2 separate regions of the Mus musculus genome follow, and region 1 is linked to region 2. Evidence: chromatin contacts called from public promoter capture Hi-C data. All regions are on one chromosome and are shown on one strand. The core of a region is the stretch at or near the end of the contact, and the rest is flanking DNA. Distances in the headings are between cores, read along the strand shown.

Region 1 (6,218 bases), core at 1,040-3,539, 510 kb after region 2:
AGAGGCAAATGGAAGGATGGAGAGTCATCTTTATCTCAACAGTGGTAGGTGGTATGGCTAGTGGGACAACCCCCATCTTTAACTAGCATACAAGTTCTAGTAACAGAAAAAGCTCACAGATTCCTAACACTCATTCTTAGCTCTTCATACAAACCTTAAAATTCCATGCTTCCATTTCCTGACCTTTCAAGCCCTTGAGCTCTGATGCTTCTATGTGGGAATCTCTTCTTCCATTCTCCCTTGTGTTTTACTGACTTACAATTCAGTTTTCAATTAAAATAAATTCTCTTACTTGGGCTTGCTCAGATTTGGGACTCAATTTTTATTTAAGAATTACAGTTGCTTTATTCTTCTAAAACTCATCTTCTAAAATTCAGGTGTCTCTCCACCAAGCAAAACTCATTTACGATGATCACTCAGATTGTGATCTATCCATCTTTATAGAGTGAGGGAGGTTTTTCCTACTCATTTGCTTAAGAAATAATGCTATTGTAATGTCAACACACACACACATGGAACGTATACATATGTATGCATATATCCCACAACACTATAAATAGTGTGTATGGGGGTGGGGGAGCAGAGCATTTAACATGTATTAACCATAGGCACAGAGAAGCTAAGAATTTTGACCAAGATCAAACTTGTAAAATGTGAGAGCTAGGCAATATATGTACAGAAACAAATCTAAAGAGTATGTCCTTACTTCTGGTCTCAATGTAGAGTTCAGCATGTTTCCCCAACCTTCTCTGTAGCTCAAGAAAATACCTGAGTTTCTCTCTTTCTCTTTCAAATCTCTCAGCCTTCAATCTCTACATCTTCCTTAGGTCCTATAGGTATCCTTCTTACCTATGATTACAACTGCAGCTAACGAACTGTACTCCTCTATAAACCTCTATGTAGTGTTCAAGGCAACTGTCTTGTTTTTAAACAAAGCATTACTACCAATTCCTCAATGTTGCCAATAATTTGGACACCTAAACCTTTCTTATCAGTAAACACATAGTGGTATGTCAAGATTCTGTCCAAATGGCATCTCCTCTGGAAGTAGTTTAATAACCGCATAATAGTCAATATTTGTTTAGCTCCATGTTAGTAGATGCTATTTCAATGTTTGCTCAATAATTCCATCAACTACTTGGAATCTGATGCAAACGAGTCGGCAGTTGCTGCTGCTTCAGTGTATTTTTGGTATTTATGTATCTCCTTCTGCCAGCTACATGCTTGGAGAACAAGAATCTCCTTACATCAGCTACATGTATAGCACCTGGCACGTAATGAAACATAGGTCAACATCTTTTAAACTAACGACCTGAGCAATGCCTGGAGGTCCTAACCTGCAGGCTTGGAAACTCTTCCTGGCCATCAGCCCTCCAGTTTCTTCGAGCACAACAGACGCATTGCATTACAAATCTATTTCGTGCCTGGCCGACTCCAGTGCACGCTCAAGGAATATTCTACAAGTATTTACTAGCGTCTCAGCTTCGTTAAGTACATACATAGCCTCATGTACATCACCAAGCATTTTGTGCAGAGCACTTCTTTTTAAGTTTTTAACATTTTTCACGCTGGGACCCGACCAGCATTCACAACACATTAGTAGGTCAACGATAGCGACACTGCACCTTACAGATGAATTTTCCATCAGGGAACAGAGCGCGCTTACTTTGGTCTCTCAGTAAGTCGATTTCTGTGGCCATTTCGATATTTTAGTTTGGAGTTTTCATCACGTTTATCGATTCCTCGCAGGGGGGAAAGAAGGTATTTCTCAAACAAGCAAGCAATCGAACAACAACAAAAAAGCAGCCTCCCGCTGTGAGGGCAAACAAAAAGCTAAGGGGTCGCAGGGGCAGCCGAGCCCTGGCGCGGAGACATCAGCATCCCACTCACGCGGCGGCGCAGCCCGGCCCGCCGCTCCGCGGAACCCAGGCGACGCGCCTCAGACTCCGTTCCGCGCTCGGCCGGACCCGGCCGGACGAGAAGGGCCGCGGAGCCGCGCGCGGCCGGAGGGCGCCGAGTTCCCGTCAGACCGCGCGGGAGGATGACCCTGCGACGCGCCTGGCTGGGCGGCAGCGTCCCCGCCGGCTGAGGGGCGACGCCAGGGCCGCGGGAAAGCAGGAGCGGCCGCGGAGTCCACTCGGCCCGCCCTGCGACTTTGAAAGCGGTGCCCCAGACCGTTCCTTGGAGACGGTGACGCCGCGTCCGTCATCACGCGTGCGTCGGTAGGCGTCATTGCGCCGTCTCAGGCGCAGGCAGGTGATTGGCTATCTGTCAGGCGGTGGGCGGGTCCCTGAGGCCGCGTTGGGGGCTGAGTGGGTTGCTTGGCGCCTTCCGCAGTGGCGCAGCGAGTGTCTGTCTGAGGTAGTGTGGCGCATTTTTAATTTAATTAATTTTTTTTTTTTTGTATGGAAACTGTGATAGGAGCAGGCACTAACTAGGTAGGGATTTTCATTGCCCACCCCCGAGTCTTGGTTTTGCAGACACTAAGCGTCTGTGGGAGTCTGTGCAGAGAGGTCTGTGAGTCCTCGGGCTGAGGTGACTCAAGGTCCCCTCACCCCGCCCCCCAGTTTAGAGCTGTCGCTCCTAGGTCTGAAACTGGTTCTTGTGCCTAGAAAAGAGAACTATTGTCCAATATTTAACCCTGTGGCTTCAAGAAGGCACCTGGTCAGGATCCAGGATAGCCTGCAAATCTAGCAGGTATTTCAGAGATGTTTCTTCGGATTTAAGGAAAGATAAAATTCTGCAAAAATAAAATGAAATTTGTACTGGGGCATAAACTACCGTTCACAGTTTTACGAAGTGATATTATGAGTATTTGAGCTGTAAAGCTTGAAACATAAAACATACACAAAATATTGGGGGCAAAAGACATTAGCGATAAAAAAATGCTCACTTGAAGTTTATCATTGGCTTTTGAGGCTTTTAATTGATTATATTTTTATGCATTGAAATACAGTTTCTTTAAATATGCTCAGGGCCTGAGATAGCTTGGTTATGAAGTGCTTGCCTGGAATTCCCCAGCACCCACATAAAAAGCCAAGCAAATCCCCTTTAATTTAAAGATTAAATGGCCTTTAATAGTAGTGCTTGAGAGGAGCAGACAGGATGAGGGAAAAGGGTGCTCTCTATCCAGCAGCCTAGACAAATTTGAAAGTGACTCCAGAGTCAGTAAGTCATTGTCGCAAAAAGTAAAATCAGGCATGTTAATAAGATTTTTTTTTCCTGTTTGATAATATCTGGTGAAAATAAAGGTAGGTTAAAAAAGGTGAACAGCCTTTGAGAATGACATCCCACTGATACTCTGCCTCAAGCTCAGTCCATACACAGCTATAGACGTACTCCCCCACGTGGACACACACAAAAACAAAACAAAAGGCATGTATGCCCTGGATGAAGTTTGGCTTTTTGTTTAACCGTTGAAGACGTTTAGTAATCTTGTACTCATAAAACAGTATCAACAGTGTTACCCTCATTCCTCTAAAAAGAGTCGCTGCTAAATATGTATGTGTTGGCACTAGCCATGCAAAGGGTTAGTTTAGCTTTGAATCAGTGAAAATTCAACCCGGTCTGGTTTTTAGTGGCCATAAACGTAACAAAAAAAAAAAAAACACACTGATTGTGCAAGCTCCATTTCTTTTTTAGGTTCACTATAGGGTACTTTCTGAGGAACATTTTTTATTGACTCAAAAAGATTTTCCTACATTTGGTAGGAATATATTAGGGTGAAGAAAGCCAAGTGTGACTTCTGTATTAAAATTATCAATGGTTTTGTCTAAACTGAGTAGTGAAATAGAACTTTGATATTTGCACTTGAAGTGCTTGTTTTTATATGATCATGGTCAAAATAAGCACAAGCCAGTTGAAGTTTCATGCATTGAAAACTAATGGCAGGTTTCACTGGTAATTTTAATAAATTGACACTAAACATCTAGTATTGACATTAAACATGCTAGGCTTCTGTCTAGCAAACCTTCAGAACATATGAAATAGGAATCTAAGTAAGCGAATTGGAAAGCTAGCTCATCACAGCAAGAATTTGAGCCCAGAAAATATGGCTTCAGTATCACAACCGTTGACCACCATGTGATATAAATTATGCTGAATGTTTTAATGTTTATAGCTAGCTTCTAATTGCAATAAATGAATGGCTACTTTACATGTTTTATTATAATCTCCAGTGATTTACTGTTCATTTTTCAAATGGTTTTATAATGTGTTGTAATGTGTTGCTGAGTTAGCCTTCCCCCTTAAAACAATTAAAAAGACATAAGCACCCAGAATTCAAATGGTGTGATTAAAAACCTTCAGATGTTCCTTTGTGTGTCCTCTCAACATTTTCACTGAAAAATCAGGTTTGTCTGTTTCAGAATTCCTAGTTCCTCCCTCTAGAACGCAGGAGCAACTGGGCAGAGCCTAAGAGGGAGCTCACTGCTCAGACCTGGGCCAGAGACCACAGCTAGCACCAAACTTAGAAGAGCTTCCAGGTCTGTGTCCTATCGGTTCCTATTGGTATGTCCTTTGAGCATCTCTTCAAAGTCTGTCTTTACTTGGACTGAAACCATTTGATAGTCCCATTGCCTCCAGCTGGCAGGTTCCCTGACTTTACTTTCTTCTCCCTCCTTTTCTTTTAGAAATGTGTGCTGCAGTGTCAGATGCGAACTAAAAAGCAGTATGGACTGTAATAAAAAATTAAAGATTTTGTTTTTTGTTTTTGTTTTTTTTTGTAAATGAAGGAACTTGGAAATTTTCCTTAAAAATCATTTTATTGAAACAAATATTCCTTAACATTTCTTTTAAACTTTTTTTTTTTGTCTCCCAAGCAAACGTGTCTCTCTTTTGATTTCCTTACGTAGAAATTAAAACAATTGAAGTTTTAACTCTTTTTAAAGTATAAGTCGAAGAAGATAAGCTAAAAGTGAAAACTACAGCTTAACAACCTTGTTTTAAGAAAGCTGCTAGTAAAACTGTAGTAGGCTAGTGATCAACTTGGAAGTATTAATTCTGACTGATGGTTCATCAGAGTGATGAAGGTTTATGAGGTCTAACATTAAGCGGTTGGACTTTGAAATATTTTCACCTTATTCATTTGTAATTTTTATTGTAATGAGCTCACAAATAAAATACATAACCGAGTTAAGGCAGCCTGTCAAACAAATAGTCCCACACTCCCAAAGGCTTTGCATTGCTGTGCAGTACCTTCAGAACACCCAGGGTGGCCTCATTCAGGGCTTTACCCTCTCACTACCAACTACGTTTTTATGTACTTCTCCACCATCAACAAACAAACAACCCCGCTCCCCCAAAAAAGCTGTGACAAAGTTGAGGCTAGAAAAGCAATTAGCTTACATCCTCTTCATGACTTGTGTCCTTTTGTCTGCCACTGCCTTTCCTCGTCACTTAGTATTACTTGCCCTTAGACTCCTTTCTAAATATTATACCCATACTTGAAGCTATTTCCATATGAACATGTATACATTAAAGTCTGCTCATGTATTTACCTATATACATTATACATAATGCAACACTACATGGACCCAGCATATTATATTTATGTATTTATGCATATTTATGCATGAATGTGTCTTATTAAAGAAAAAGAGAACAATAGAGACAATATGTGAAAATAGAAGGAGGGGAACATTGCAGGGGGAACATGAACATGATATAGTAATAAGGGATTGAAGATGATCAGTATACTATATATGTATGAAATGTTATAAGAGTGCATTAATAAATGCTAAGAAAAATAGAAATATACCTACTGATAATGATTTTATATATGTATATATTTACATATATATATATATACATACATACATATAATGTTATGTTAACATCTGTCAGAAACAAAACAAATTTGTGTACTAATGAGATGGATATATTTATTTTTACACAAATGATTAAATCTTGGCTAAATATGGAAAAACATAAACTCATATAGTTAAGTACATGTAAAATTTCTGCAGTGGACTTAGTCATAACATTCACAGTGACGTTTTTTGCATACACAAAGAAACAGAGCTACATCCAGACTAAAAGTCATGAAGCTTTTAGGCTCCAGTTGTATTCTGGAATAGAATTCAGAGTTCCTAAGTTTCTATGGCCCAGATAACCTTTGACTCCTAGCACCTTGGGCTGACTTGCCATCTCTGTTTCAATTGTCATTTCATTGTTGAACGGTTCTATGTTGTTAACAAATTTGTTCGAATTTTCCTTTA
Region 2 (6,119 bases), core at 1,162-3,661:
CTTTATTATTTTTTTTGCATGTGTATGTGTGTTGTATGAATGCTTTTTTTTTGAATGTTCACATCCATGTGCATGTAAGGTTCAAAAGTTGATACCAGGTGTCTTCCTGACTGTTTCCTCCGTGTTCCCTGAAGCAGGTCCTTGATGGGTCCAGAGCTCATCAATATTGCCTATCATAGCTCCCTTCAGTGTTCTGGAGACCCTGTCTCTGTCTCCCAAGTGCCAGGATTAAAGGTGACTAGGTGACTATTTTACCCGTCTGGCTTTAATGTGGGTTCTGTGGATCCAAACTCCGGCCCTCACAAACGCACAGGGGCAGTTTGTCCACCGAGTCACCTTCTCAGTCCCCAAAGCCAGTGTTTCTTCTCCAACTGAAAGGCTTCCACTTATCTCCTGGGTTGGATGCATCTCGGTCCCAGAGCTGTAGCCATCTCTTTTCTATACATTTCCTGAAGCCGAAAAGAAAGACAAGCATGGCTTAATAAAGCCACAGCAGGGGTCTGAAGAATCAGCGAGTGCCCACTGATGCCCATAGGGGCAACTTGGAGCCAAGCCACTCCATGGAAGACCTTCTGCAGGTAGTTATTTTTGGATAACAATCTAAGATGTGTCAAAGCAGAAACAGAAATAACTGGAGGCAGAAACCATGGCTTGCTGCCTTGAAGTCATGTGTGTCCTATGGTTGATTTCAGCTTTTTTGTGACACGGTCAAAAGATCTCAGGATTTAATGCCTCTCTTCGCACAATCTCTCTCCCCTGGGGACGAGGGAACTGGGCCAAAACATTCTATAGAACCAGCACTCTAAGCAGCAGCCTCTATAGCAACAGAACAGGTAGGGAACAGCTGCAGTGGTTTCTGTCCAATTTTCCTTCCAAATAATCCAGATATCTAAGAGATAAGAAAACACAAATACCAAAAATCTCACTAGAATTCTGGATTAACGACAGCTCTGTCTTGTCTCCATTTTGATACACCAGCTGATAATTGGACTATAGCTGGGTCTAAAAATAACACACAGTATATTAAAATAATATTCCTAGGCTACATTTCCAAAGTGGTATTCTGGGACTTCTGTGCATTAATCCTGTAACAATAACAGGATTTGTGCTTTCACCTCCCCTGGCGTAGCTTTGAAAATCTAGCCCAAAGCAGCTAACATTGCTGTTTAAATCTTCCTTTCACATCTGCAGGGAAATGTGGAGATTAAAAAAAATATATGACAAGCCAACAGCTAAAATGACCTATACTTGGGAGAATCAGAGAAACACCTATTTCCTCTCAGGAACTGGGCCAATCAATATAAATATTTCAAAAGGACCATCATGCAATGAAAGCCTTGGAATTTGTATCCTACTTCAGAACACCCTAGATATTTCCAATGTGGACACATCCAGTTTTCCACTGGGGAGGGGGATGTTGTGATGGCTGAGCTGGGATGCTCTCCAGTGAATGAGTACAGGAGACTGTATTTATGTGTGCCTGTGTGGGTGTATACATGCATGTTAGTGTGTATATGAGCCTCTGTGTGTGTGTGTATTAAAGAAAGAGAGGATATGTGTGTGTGTGTGTATATATATATATATATATATATATATATATATTTATATATTTGAATGAATACATGAGCCCTGTGTGCATGTATGCTTGGGTATATGTGTATGTATATATGTGTGAACATCTGTGTGTGCTTCTGCATATATATGTATATATGTATATGTGTGTATGTATATATATATATGAGAGAGAGAGAGAGAGAGAGAAAGAAAATATATATCTTTGTGTGTATGAGCCTCTGTGTATATGTGCCTGTATGTATCTGTATGAGAGTAAAATTGAGCCTATGTGTATGTACCCCAAAATGTGTATATAAGATTGTGTGTGTATGTGTATGTCTGAGTGCATGTGTGTGAGTGGATGTGTGTCTGTGTGTGTAAGGATGGGAAAGAAGGCTGCCATTACTCTCTATGTTGAAACTTAGGTGAATCTCGGGGATTAGGTGTTACTGCTCACAGTGGCTAAGAAACTGCACATCCTAAAATCTGCACACAGTTCTAAATTGAAGCTCTAAATAGCACTGGATTGAAGTGACAGGAGTGTTTCGACAATACCATTAATTGCATTCCACTAATTGAGAAGAGCTTTTGTGCAGTTAGGTTTGTGGTGGGCTGGATTTAGTCATTTAGGTGCCCCTCAGGCTGCCTCTGCTTTCCGCCTGCCATGCCTTTGAAATTCTAAAAAGGAAAAGAAGGCCAACATGCAGAGCAATTATTTCAGAACAGATTGCCCGGTAACATTTCATATTATCACTGAAATCCATCCTTTCTGGGACAGAGTCTTGCTCTGGCCATGAACATCCAAGAGATGGCAGCACCCCTGCTCTGATGACTGGCTGTGTCCCTCCAGACAGCTCACCGCAGAGGTCTTGTCATTGCGTCACCTGAAAGCCAGTTTAGAGGGTGGAGGTGGGGGAGGCATAGCATTCTCAGCTCTCAGTTCTTCTGGAGAGTTCCGGAAACAGGCGCGTTGACTGTTTGAAACGTATTTGAAAAGGGTTTCTTTTTTTTTCCCCTTGAAATCCCCTGTTCTGTGCCATATCTTTCTAAGACCACTTAGGTGTTCCCTGGCTTTCTCCTGGAGGGAGGAAGGAAGATCTGCAGTTGCCAGGGATCCCCTGAGCCTTATTTTCAATTCCTGTCCTTCCTTTTTATAAACATGGGGAGGTGGGAATTGCATTATTAGCAATTGCGCTTTGAACATGTATGTGTTCAAGGCACTTAGCTCAGCATTGAGAATGTGACACAGCCTACATCAGGACAGCTTTTTTTCTTCCCCACCGACTCTCTCAGCAACCCTTCTCCCAATCTCCTGCTAAAAATATTCTGCAGAGCAAATAGATGTTGAGACAGCGTCAAACCCTGCAGGAATGAGTGACAGTATAACCTGCCATGCTAAGTATCAGATGCCTGACACGAAAAGCATTTGCTGACATACACGAGGGAGCGTCAAGGCTGGGTAGACAGGTCAGCGTCTAGGTCTCTGGGACCCACCCTTCTTCATGTATCCTGCCTGAATATTTGGAGAGCAATTGCTGGGACACACTGAGGTGGCCTGCTGACAGGGTTTTGAACGTGATTCAGGGGCAAGACTGTTATGGATAACTAGTGTCCCATGGCAGGCCACAGCACCTAGGACCTAGGGCCAACTCAGGGACTTCCTATGTCCACCTTATCCATTACAGAGGCTAGGACTCTGTGTCCATCATTGTGGGATCCCACTTGACTTGGCTTTGACCCAGCATCTTCTCATTGGCTCATTTCTTCAGCCTTGTGACCTCAACAATCTGTCCTCAGTCCAGGAACACGGCCACATGGTTTGTGTTTCCTGTATACAGCGTTTCAGTGTCTGATCTATGAAGCTGTTACTCAATGACTACACACTCAAGATTTCCAGTTGATGGTCAGGGCAAGGAGGAAGAGGAGAATGAACTGGCACACTACACATCTGTCTGTAGAGAGCTTTGGAGCCAGGCCACCAGAGGAATGCTGCCCAAGCATCATCACCTTCAGAAAGAGCTGCCCTTCTTCTCAGGAGGAATGTTGAAGACACTGGCAAATTACTGAGAGTGATAATGTTCTCCCAGGCTCAGCAATGGTGGGCACCCTGCTATCATTCTCTGACGGGTTTCTCAGACTTGAGGACAGTTGAACTCTTTAAATATCTGTCTGTCTATCTATCTATCTATCTATCTATCTATCTATCTATCTATCTATCTATCTATCCATCCATCCATCCATCCATCCATCCATCCATCCATCCATCCATCCATCTATCTATCTATCTATCTATCTATCTATCTATCTATCTATCTATCTATCTATCTATCTATCTATCTATCATCTATATCTATCTATCTATCTATCTATCTATCTATCTATCTATCTATCTATCTATCTATCTATCTATCTATCTATCATCTCTATCTATCTATCTATCTATCTATCTATCTATCTATCTATCTATCTATCTATCTATCTATCTGTGTGTGCCTGCTTGTTTGTATGTGCATTACATGTATCAATGTGCTCTTGGAGGCTAGAAGAGGGTATTGGATACCCTGTAACTGGAGTTACAGGTATTTGTAAGCTGCTGCGTGGATGCTGGGACCCAAATGTTGGTCCTCTGCAAGAGCAGCAACTATTCTTAGTCACTGAACCACCTTTGCACAGCCCAGAGGGTTGAACTTTTTTTTTTTTTTCCTTTTTTGGTTTTTTGAGACAGGGTTTCTCTGTGTAGCCCTGGCTGTCCTGGAACTCACTTTGTAGACCACGCTGGCCTCGAACTCAGGAATACTCCTGCCTCTGCCTCCCAAGTGCTGGGATTAAAGGCATGTGCCACCACTGCCTGGCCTGAGGCTTGAACTCTTAACTCTCCATGTTTGTGGAAATTCAGTCATCCACAATCATCTAGTCTTCAATGATTCCAGACAGCTGAAGTGCAGAACCTCTGTTTTAACTGTGGTGGCATGTAACTTTGCACAACATGTGTTTGTTTGGGTTGGGAGAGATTAGATACCAGTCTCTGTGTAATAAGCAAATCTTCCTCAGTGACACTTAATACTTTGTTTAAGAGACAGGTCGAATACTACTGCTCGGTGCCCATGGTGAATATGGCAATCAGTGCATTGGTTGTTGCCCAGTGAGTTGGCCACAGCCCTGGCTGGTAGAGCCAAGCCATCTGGAGCAGGGGCACACAGTTCATGGTAGACACAGGCCAGAGAGATGCTATGGCCTCATGGCCCTGCTCTGCTTTCCTCCAGGCATCTCCTTGTCATGCCGAGGGACTCTGGCAAAGCAAGGCAGGCCCCACAGACAGAGTGTTAGTGTTTGGTCTTTTCCACTTGCACCCCAGGACTGGGAAGTGCTCTCTTCTCCTCAGCTACTTGTCTTGAGAATCTGAACACCCCGCCTCTATTCCTTCATTCAGAGCCAGTGTCAGCCATAGATGCCAACAGGAACATATGGTCTGTGACATGAGCACAGATTGTGGTTAGGTCTTCAGAGGTGACAAAAGTCGCCAAGTACACCTGCAGAACCTTCTGTGGACAGTGAATTTGGTCACCCATCCTGTTGCTTTGCAGTATTACACGGATCATTGTCTAAAGATTTTTATTACCTGTTGTCTCCAGTTGAAAGTTTGAATGGAATAGGTGGATTATGAGTTCTATGATAGAAAGAAATAGAGTGTTCTAGCCTCTTCTCTCTTCCTGGCATGTCTAACTCAAGGGTCTTCCACTTGCTCATTGTTTCACTCCCAGTAGCTTCTCAGTCAGCCACGATCAGGGATATGGGAAGTTCTAGAGATGAATAATTTATATTTGAAGTTATACGCCACTCTGGGTGGCTTTGTGGAATCTCGTATCACCATTGCATCCTGTCGGGAACACGAGTCATTTAGGCCAAGTGATCTGTTCGCCCCACTGTGGGGTAGCCACTGTGCTATCAGACTGTGCCCATAGAGGAGTCTGAAGGCTCTGCTATCATCTGAAGCATCAGTCATCCAGGGGTGATCTTGGAACATGGCCCTCTCAGAGAAGTGGATGATCACTGTGCAAACAGTGTTCACCTAATGAATCTCAATTTCATGTCAGCTCAGGAGACTTCTCACATAGTTCCCTGTGATTTAGAGCCTTCTCAGTGAGCAGTTGAAAGTGTATAGATTTATTATGCCCAGTCTGATGACACTGATCTCATGCCCACTTCAGGAAGAACCCTTCAAGACATTTGCCTGTGGGCTCGGAAGAGGCCAGGACAGTTCAACCTTTGATCTCATGCTGTGCTCCCCTTAGTTACGTCTCCAATAGACTCCCCCTACCTGGAGGAGAAATGAAGTCATACTGGGATAACAACAACTTCCAAAGCTTCGTGGAGCATCTACTTGGCTGAGCAGCTTTGAGACCCAATTGGTGGATTGTTTGCCATCTCGGTCTGTGTTCCAGGAGTGACACACATCACATCTGGTATTTCCTTTGCCAAACTAAGACATGGGCCAGTTTGATCTTAAGAAGGTAGAGGAGTGAAGTGTTTGTAGAGCCCTGGGAAGAAGAGAATCAGGTTGTGGA

The links. Promoter capture Hi-C pulls out the DNA fragments that hold promoters and counts their contacts.
Region 1: a promoter capture Hi-C map of hematopoietic stem and progenitor cells shows a contact between it and region 2, with 2.3 times the contacts expected there. The contact joins the promoter of D3Ertd751e here to the enhancer-like site in region 2. A contact is called at or near these places in 8 of 39 promoter capture datasets (the 3T3-L1 cell line, 3T3-L1-derived adipocytes, hematopoietic stem and progenitor cells and 3 more), 2 of 484 Hi-C or Micro-C datasets (brown adipocytes and macrophages), 1 of 115 datasets of contacts at active chromatin or transcription factors (astrocytes) and 4 of 9 other capture datasets (adipose tissue, liver, macrophages and 1 more).

The regions. Positions count from the first base shown.
Region 1 is chr3:41,740,329-41,746,546 of GRCm38.p6, forward strand. D3Ertd751e (DNA segment, Chr 3, ERATO Doi 751, expressed) reads left to right here and starts at 2,290. Exons shown (of 6, transcript NM_001099785.1): 1 at 2,290-2,361. It overlaps Sclt1 (sodium channel and clathrin linker 1), which reads right to left and starts at 2,186. Exons shown (of 21, transcript NM_001081411.1): 1 at 1,667-2,186. The coding sequence starts at 1,700.
Region 2 is chr3:41,226,295-41,232,413 of GRCm38.p6, forward strand. No RefSeq gene overlaps it. Among named protein-coding and RNA genes, the nearest start is that of Gm40038, 56 kb to the left of the region's middle. Within about 2 kb of position 2,412, at least 65 of the 459 cell types and tissues checked have an H3K27ac peak or open chromatin away from gene starts, as enhancers often do. A contact at or near this core is called in brown adipocytes and hematopoietic stem and progenitor cells, where this site is marked.